Regions from separate parts of the Mus musculus genome. Here region 2 is linked to region 1. The links are chromatin contacts, called in public Hi-C maps. All regions are on one chromosome and are shown on one strand. The core of a region is the stretch at or near the end of the contact, and the rest is flanking DNA. Distances in the headings are between cores, read along the strand shown.

Region 1 (3,866 bases), core at 1,197-3,696:
TGGCAGAAAAATGAAACAACATCACATGTGGCAGGTTCAGAGAGAAGCCAGTAGGAGAGGGTCATGAATTAGAGTAGAAAATTGTGAGCTGAATGGGCTAGGGTGTTTAGGAGTCTCATTCAGGTCATAATTAATTATAGGTGTGTGAGCCTTTTCATTCGTTTTGATTAACTGAGCTTAGGTGATCAATTCTAGTTGGCAGCTCTCACAGAAGATGGAATTTCCAGTCTGAGATGGAAATCACTCAAATATTAATCAATCCTTAGCAGTTTTCACATGACATTCTCCCTTCTACCAAGTCCCGCGATTCAACCAGGCATCTGCACATCACATTTCTCTGTGGCATCTGGAAAACTATGAACGGCTGGAGCAATGGCTTAGCAGTTGCTAGCACTGACAGCTCTTCCTAGAGGACCCTAGTGGGTTCAGTTCCCAGCATCAGCATGGCAGCTCACAGCTGTTTGTTGCTCCAGTTCCAGGGGACTTGATACCCTCACACAGACATACATGAAGGCAAACTAGAAATACGATTAAAAAAAAAACAAAGAAAAGAAACACAATGAATTAGTTGATGAGATTTAGTATATAGTGCCAACATATAAAATTTTTCTTTCTTGGCTATGTAATGAATGAGTGGATGAATGAATCCATCATAAATGTATAGTGATGGTTTGAGCGAGAAAGGTCCTCCACAGGTTCATGTGTGTGAGCACTCATTTTTCCAGCTGGTGGTACTGTTTGGGAAGGCTATGGACCCCTTATAAGGTAGAGCATTGCTGGAGTAATGTATGTGTGTGTGTGTGTGTGTGTGTGTGTGTGTGTGTGTGTGTGTGTTTGCTATGATGTTTTGAATTTTGTATTATTCTGATTCCTGTGAGTATAATGAACAAAACTAAAATTAGGTAACTCATATTTTTTAAAAAGAGTGTTTGGGGTCATAATCATATACGTGCAAAGTTGAAGTCCCATATCCGGTGATGGCCTACTTACCATATGGGGTTTGACAAAAAGCCTGGAGCTGATGCTCTGTGTCCTCTGGTCAGTCTCCCTCTCTCTTCTTATAAGGACAGCACAGTGCATTAATGAAGACTCTACTTTGGTGACAGAGCAAAATGGACCCCCACCCCCACCCCTGGTAATCATGCTAGGCCCGAGTGTCCATAATACTTCACAGTGGTGAAACAATTTCAGCTCAGGGAATCAGCGGGGAACACACTACACTCATGTCCAACCAGTGAGCAGTTAATGCTCTTGTCTGGACTGCCTTTCCTGCACACGCCCTTTATATCTGTGGGTTCCTTCCTCCCCAGTCTGGTCCCTCTCCCCTGCTTCATTCCATCTGTGTCAGTTCTCACTTTTCTGACTTGTTCCTTCCACTGGCATATGCGTGCAGAGATGTGAGAAGGGAAGAATGTGGGGGGTTGTGGACCCCTTGTCTGCCACAGAGCACTTCACACAGCCTTGCCTGAGTAAGACTTCACAGTCTCTGTGCTTTAGCACGTCATTAAAAAATAATTCAGTGCTGAGAGAGTGTTTTCTTGACACATTTGACGCACGGCAACCCACAGCTTAGAGGGACACGGAAGCTTCCCAAGTCAGTATTAGTTCCACGCCCCTTTTTTAGTTTAATCCTTTTTTAAAAAATTGTGCACATGAGTGCTGTATTTGCATCATTTGCATTCCTCCTTCCCCTCTAACTCCTCTCATATCCTCAAATTCATGACCTATTCTTCTTTACTTATAATCAGTAACACACACACATCCAACTGACATTTTAAAAAAATTCATTTTGGATTTAAAATTTAGAATGAATGGCCCTTTAAACAGAAAATCTTGGCTTTTTTGATCAAATAATTAGCCTTTGATTAGACTAGGAGACCAAAGACAACTTATTCTTAAAAGCATCATACCTCCCTGGAGAGCCTGTGAAGGCATTTTACTTCTCTGAGCTTCAGAGGACATAGTGGGGACTGCACACTCAAGCTACTTTGGAGAAACCCACGGAACGAAGGTTCTAGAACCGCAGGGCTTTGCCATTAGCGCCATTGCTGCTACTAACTGCTCGGACTATCATTACCAGGCAAACTTTTCTCTCCAAACTCAGTATCTCTCTGTTTTATGCTGTGGGGAGGAGATGGATAATGATAAGTAGAGGAATTCTCAATCCCCTTCCAGCAGAGAAATGCTAGATTTCAAATCAAGAAAACAGAGCCAAGTCATATTCAATAACCCATTTATATGATGATTATGATTATTATTTTGGCTTGAGAAACAGAAATTTGTTTCATCCTGTGGGACTCAGCTTTCAATCGAGCAGGTGTGGTGATAGATAAGTCCAGACCTCCGTCAAGGTGAGCTTAAGTGAACAGAATCTAGATCCTATACAAACCGCAAACCAATGTGCTTGCAGGCAAACACACCTCTTTCTGAGAGGCAGCCTCTGGATTGCCTTGTAGTGTGGCTCTGGCGCCCCCTCGTGATCTCTTTCGCAATTTTCCTGCAACTTCAAGAACATTGGTCATTGGTTCTTTTTTTTTTTTTTAATATTTTTATTAGGTATTTTCCTCATTTACATTTCCAATGCAACATCCTTAATCATCAGGGAAATGCAAATCAAAACAACCCTGAGATTCCACCTCACACCAGTCAGAATGGCTAAGATGAAAAATTCAGGTGACAGCAGATGCTGGCGAGGACGTTGAGAAAGAGGAACACTCCTCCGTTGTTGGTGGGAGTGCAGGCTTGTACAACCACTCTGGAAATCAGTCTGGCGGTTCCTCAGAATATTGGACATAGTACTACCGGAGGATCCCGTAATACCTCTCCTGGGCATATATATATCCAGAAGAACATTGGTTCTTGGAGGAATAAAATGCTTTTTAGGTAAAGTCTTGCCTGATGATTGCATGGAATCTGAGAGGTTCACGGATGGGATTAAAGATGTATCCAAGGAAAAGATGAAGAAAGTGACTGTTCTTTTGTTGCAGTAGGCAGAAAGGCAGGGATTACAAGAGACATTTACATTCAAAAGTAACATTCACAATACAGCCAACTATAAACTGAGATGTTTCCTGATTGGTTGATACAGTATATTCACTTAAGTATCGTTTGTTATTTTAATTCACACTAGTAGAAGCTGACTGCTGCTTTAGGAAGTATCTTGTGTTAGTGACTTTGTGTAGATGGGAAAGAGAACCTTGGCTTTTCCCTCTGTGTGTACCTGTAGTGGGGAGTGAAGAAGGGCAGGGGTGGAAGCAGGTAGGTGGTAACGCCATGTGGGGGGCATGGCAGACAGTGGATGGTAGAGAAGAGCAGATTAACTGGGCCAAGAAACATTAGGCATAGTGGAAAAATCAGAAGAGAATGAAGAAGTGACAGTTTTGGTGATCAAAGATGAAGAGATTTCCGTTGGGGTTGAAGGAATTAGGGCACAAACTGTGTGAACCTGTAGACGTCCCACATGAGTCTGGCAGAGGGTGTTTGTGTTAGAACTGTCACAACAGCCTTAAGTGTGACAAAAGGGTAGGACCTAATACCAGCTGAAGTGGGCTGAGACCTTGGACATTTTGTGAGGTAGAGTCCGTGCAGTTCTTTAGAACAGAAACTATGTTTGCGGGGCTGGAAGATGGCTCAGCAGTGAAGAGCTGTTGCTGTGTTAAGCTTGCTTTGCAAGCTTCAGGATGAAAGAGCCAGGTATGCAGTAGTGGCCTGCTGCTCCAGCTCCGTGAACACAAAGGAAGACCAATGGGACTCGCTGGCTGCCAGCCTAGTGGGCAAACACAAGCTTCATGTTTAACAAGAGACTCTGCCTCAAAGAAACAAAGAGAACAGAGACAGAAGACCACACCTACTGCCTTCTGCTAACC
Region 2 (3,890 bases), core at 1,056-3,555, 840 kb before region 1:
CAAACCTTTCCTTGTCACTGTTCCAGGAAGAAAATAATCATTAAAAAAATCAATATTTATTTCAAATGATATCAATTTCTCCACTTACCTTTTTTTTTTGGTCTGGTATCTCTTCTGGCAGAGAGGTTCTTGACCAATGGTTTCCAGGGCCAACCCTGGAACTGACCTTGTGTCCATATGACCAAGGCAGATGGATTTCTGGCCAGGTGGAACTCAATTGAGTATTTTCTCCACACAATCTGGCAGACAGTCCCATTTCCACAAGTGTGCATCCCACCTCGCACAAAAGCTATGTGTGTTGAAACAGATACTCCTTAAACAGCCCCCAGAGTTAAATGAAAACACTTAAGAAACAGTATCAGTTGTAGCACCAGCAACTTAATTACTTTCCCAGTTGAGACCACAGCACACACTCCCAGACAGAAATGTAAAAATGCCATCAAGACTGCAAGGTTTGCAAGGAAGGGATCTTTATTCTGTAGGGAGAGTATGAGGTGGAGTGACACACTTGAATAGTCACAATGTGGAAGGAAAGGTCTTTTTCAGGTTTGCATGTCAACCAAGGTGAGATTGGAGTCAAACGGGCAGCCTCTCAGGATGGAACAGGGAGGCTGGAGGGATACTTCATTCAGTAAAGCCTTTGCCTCATGATTATTAGGACCTGAGTTCTGTTCCCAGGACCCGTTAGAAAAGTGAGACATGGTGGCCAGCGCTTGCCTCTTGTCATTGGAGAGTTAGGAGGGAGACAGAGCTCACTGGCTGGCTAGGCTAGCTCACCTGGTATAAAGTTCAGAATGACAAGAGGATCTGTCTCAAACAAAAAGTGGAAGGTACCTGAGGAATGGTACCTGGGGTTATCTCTTCACACACACACACACACACCATACACATGCACAAACATGGGTGTGCACACATGTGTGAGTGAATGGAATACGATTTCACTTCTAAAGCTCTTACTTCTAAACTACTTAAGGTCTTAGTAGCTACAGAGCTTGACCTGCTTTGGGGAATTTTTTCTTGCTTTGAGGTGACACAGAGCAGTTGATGTGCAGGTATCAGGCTCCTCCCAACACCCAGTACCCAATACAAAGGTGGGCTACATGAGTACTGGCTCAGCACCATGCCCAGATGCCATTTCTAGCTACTTACCTTTATTCCCTCTTACTTCTCCAACTTTGTGTCATGTATTAGTATGCGAGTGACATTATGTTAGGGGTAAGCTTTAATGTTCTATAATTTATGAGAAAAGTAACATTTATGAGAAATTATGAGAAAAGCTTGGTACCTTGACTATTATTAGTGCTGCGGGCGGGCATCTGTTGGTTTTGGCTTCCAACAAACCTTTCCCTATTTTTCCTATCATGAAACTGACCTTCCTGCTTTCTTCCCTGTGGTTCTGGTGTTACCCAGTTATGGCAGTGATAGGCAGAAGGGAGGCCAAGAACGATTTGGAAAGTATGTAGTCACAATCATCAGAAGGGTTTGGTACCTTCTTGCATGAGAAGGCTGACAGGAAAGAGAGCCCCCAAATGGCCACTAAGACTGGTGCATGGGTGGCTGTGGGTAGGGCAGTGTCACTACTGAGGAGCCACAGAAATCTGAAGAGAAGCAGGCCATTGATGAGCTTTGCCTGTAGGGGTGAAGTCAGATAGGCTGTCAGTCACAGAGCCCTGAGCATCATCCATGTACTACCCATCGCTTCACACATGTGCTTGGCTCAGGATGCATTCGTAGTCTTTGTCTTAGAAGGACCTGGGAGTCCTTCTAATAAGGAATTTATTAATTCACAGCTATGGAGGCTGGGAACACCAAGATCAAATGCTGGCATCTTTGTTAGGACTTATGTTCTTTCTCATGATGAGGTTAGTACAGGGTGTCATGTGCTGAGGGAGAGAGATAAGGATAGGGAGAAAGCCAGAGCAGGAGAGAGGAATAAAAAGGGCAAAGAAAAAAAGGTGAGAGAGAGGGAGAGGGGTGAAAAGAGGGCCAAAGTAGGAAAAAGCAAGCAATTTAGCATGAAAGGAATGAATTCACTCCTGTGGTTACAACGTTAATATATTTATTAGGGGAAACCTCATGGCCCAAATACCTTTTAAAGGCTCCATTTCCCGAAACTATCCCAGTGACAATCAAATTTTAATATGGAGGTCTGGAGAAAAGGTTTGAGCCATTCAGACTCTGTTTCACTGTTTGTGAATGGTGCCTTGCCTGCCACTCATCTTGCTAACCGTGAATGGTGTGTTACCTGACACTCAGGACGGCGATTACTCACTCTTTCCTAGACCCTTTTGACTTTTGCCTCCCACACAGACAAGGGCAGAGACTCTGACCCCTGTAAGTCATCACTAGGGTTGCTGTTCCCTATTCTGGTTATGTACTCATTGAGGGTTTGAGTGCTAGTGGGGTATTTCTGAGGTCCCAGTGGAAGATCTTGGATATAACAAAGGACACAAACAAAGGGGGTTCCCTGAAGCCACTAGATTTAGGCCCATATAGTAGCAGGTTGAAGCCAACTATTGTAAGTCATCCTTTGATCTCACTTCAACATCTTCACTCATGTTGGGGCATGTATGAACATGCAAGCACATGCATACAAGGCACACACTCAAGTGTGAAAAATAGACAAATCCAATTTCTCTGACCACACTGAGAGGATTATACATCATAAACAAGTTATGTTCATTTATGGATGTAGGATATGATTCAATGTATGCAAATCAATAAAGATATAGATTGATAAAGTAGGTTTAAGGATACAAATCACATTCTTTTCTTAGTAGACCCAAAAAAGGCCTTAGAAATTTTTTTTTATGATAAAAAAGACCCAAAAGAGCTAGGAACAGAAGATAGCTATCTCAATGTTGGATTTCTTTCTTCCTGGATAAGGTCGCAATTAATTTTGTGTAAAATTCACATCTGTTTGAGACATTGGGTTGCCTTTCTTTTTTTTTTTTTTTAAATTAGGAATTTTCCTCGTTTACATTTTCAATGCTATCCCAAAGGTCCCCCATACTCCCCCCCAATCCCCTACCCACCCACTCCCCCTTTTTGGCCCTGGCGTTCCCCTGTACTGGGGCATCTAAAGTTTGCAAGTCCAATGGGCCTCTCTTTGCAGTGATGGCCGACTAGGCCATCTTTTGATACATATGCAGCTAAAGACAAGAGCTCCCGGGTACTGGTTAGTTCATATTGTTATTCCACCTATAGGGTTGCAGTTCCCTTTAGCTCCTTGGGTAATTTCTCTAGCTCCTCCATTGGGGGCCGTGTGACCCATCCAATAGCTGACTGTGAGCATCCACTTCTGTGTTTGCTATGCCCCGGCATAGTCTCACAAGAGAGAGCTATATCTGGGTCCTTTCAGCAAAATCTTGCTAGTGTATGCAATGGTGTCAGCATTTGGAAGCTGATTATGGGATGGATCCCTGCATATGGCAATCACTAGATGGTCCATCCTTTCATCACAGCTCCAAATTTTGTCTCTGTAACTCCTTCCATGGGTGTTTTGTTCCCATTTCTAAGAAAGGGTAAAGTGTCCACACTTTGGTCTTCGTTCTTCTTGAATTTCATGCGTTTGGCAAGTTGTATCTTATATCTTGGGTATCCTAAGTTTCTGGGCTAATATCCACTTATCAGTGAGTACATATTGTGTGAGTTCCTTTGTGATTGGGTTACTTCACTCAGGATGATACCCTCCAGGTCCATCCATTTGCCTAGGAATTTCATAAATTCATTTTTTTAATAGCTGAGTAGTATTCCATTGTGTAAATGTACCACATTTTCTGTATCCATTCCTCTGTTGAGGGGCATCTGGGTTCTTTCCAGCTTCTGGCTATTATAAACAAGGCTGCTATGAACATAGTGGAGCATGTGTTCTTCTTACCGGTTAGGAC

Evidence for each region. Hi-C and Micro-C count contacts between places; a contact is called where the count stands out from the background.
Region 2: a Hi-C map of the CH12 cell line shows a contact between it and region 1, with 3 times the contacts expected there. The contact joins two enhancer-like sites. A contact is called at or near these places in 1 of 39 promoter capture datasets (the C10 cell line), 3 of 15 datasets of contacts at CTCF or cohesin (embryonic stem cells, large pre-B cells and pro-B cells), 13 of 484 Hi-C or Micro-C datasets (B cells, the C10 cell line, the CH12 cell line and 9 more) and 2 of 115 datasets of contacts at active chromatin or transcription factors (astrocytes and large pre-B cells).

What each region holds. Positions count from the first base shown.
Region 1 is chr12:15,534,586-15,538,451 of GRCm38.p6, reverse strand. No RefSeq gene overlaps it. Among named protein-coding and RNA genes, the nearest start is that of Gm40287, 70 kb to the left of the region's middle. Within about 2 kb of position 2,446, at least 9 of the 459 cell types and tissues checked have an H3K27ac peak or open chromatin away from gene starts, as enhancers often do. A contact at or near this core is called in the CH12 cell line, where this site is marked.
Region 2 is chr12:16,373,201-16,377,090 of GRCm38.p6, reverse strand. No RefSeq gene overlaps it. Among named protein-coding and RNA genes, the nearest start is that of Gm36372, 140 kb to the right of the region's middle. Within about 2 kb of position 2,305, at least 4 of the 459 cell types and tissues checked have an H3K27ac peak or open chromatin away from gene starts, as enhancers often do. A contact at or near this core is called in the CH12 cell line, where this site is marked.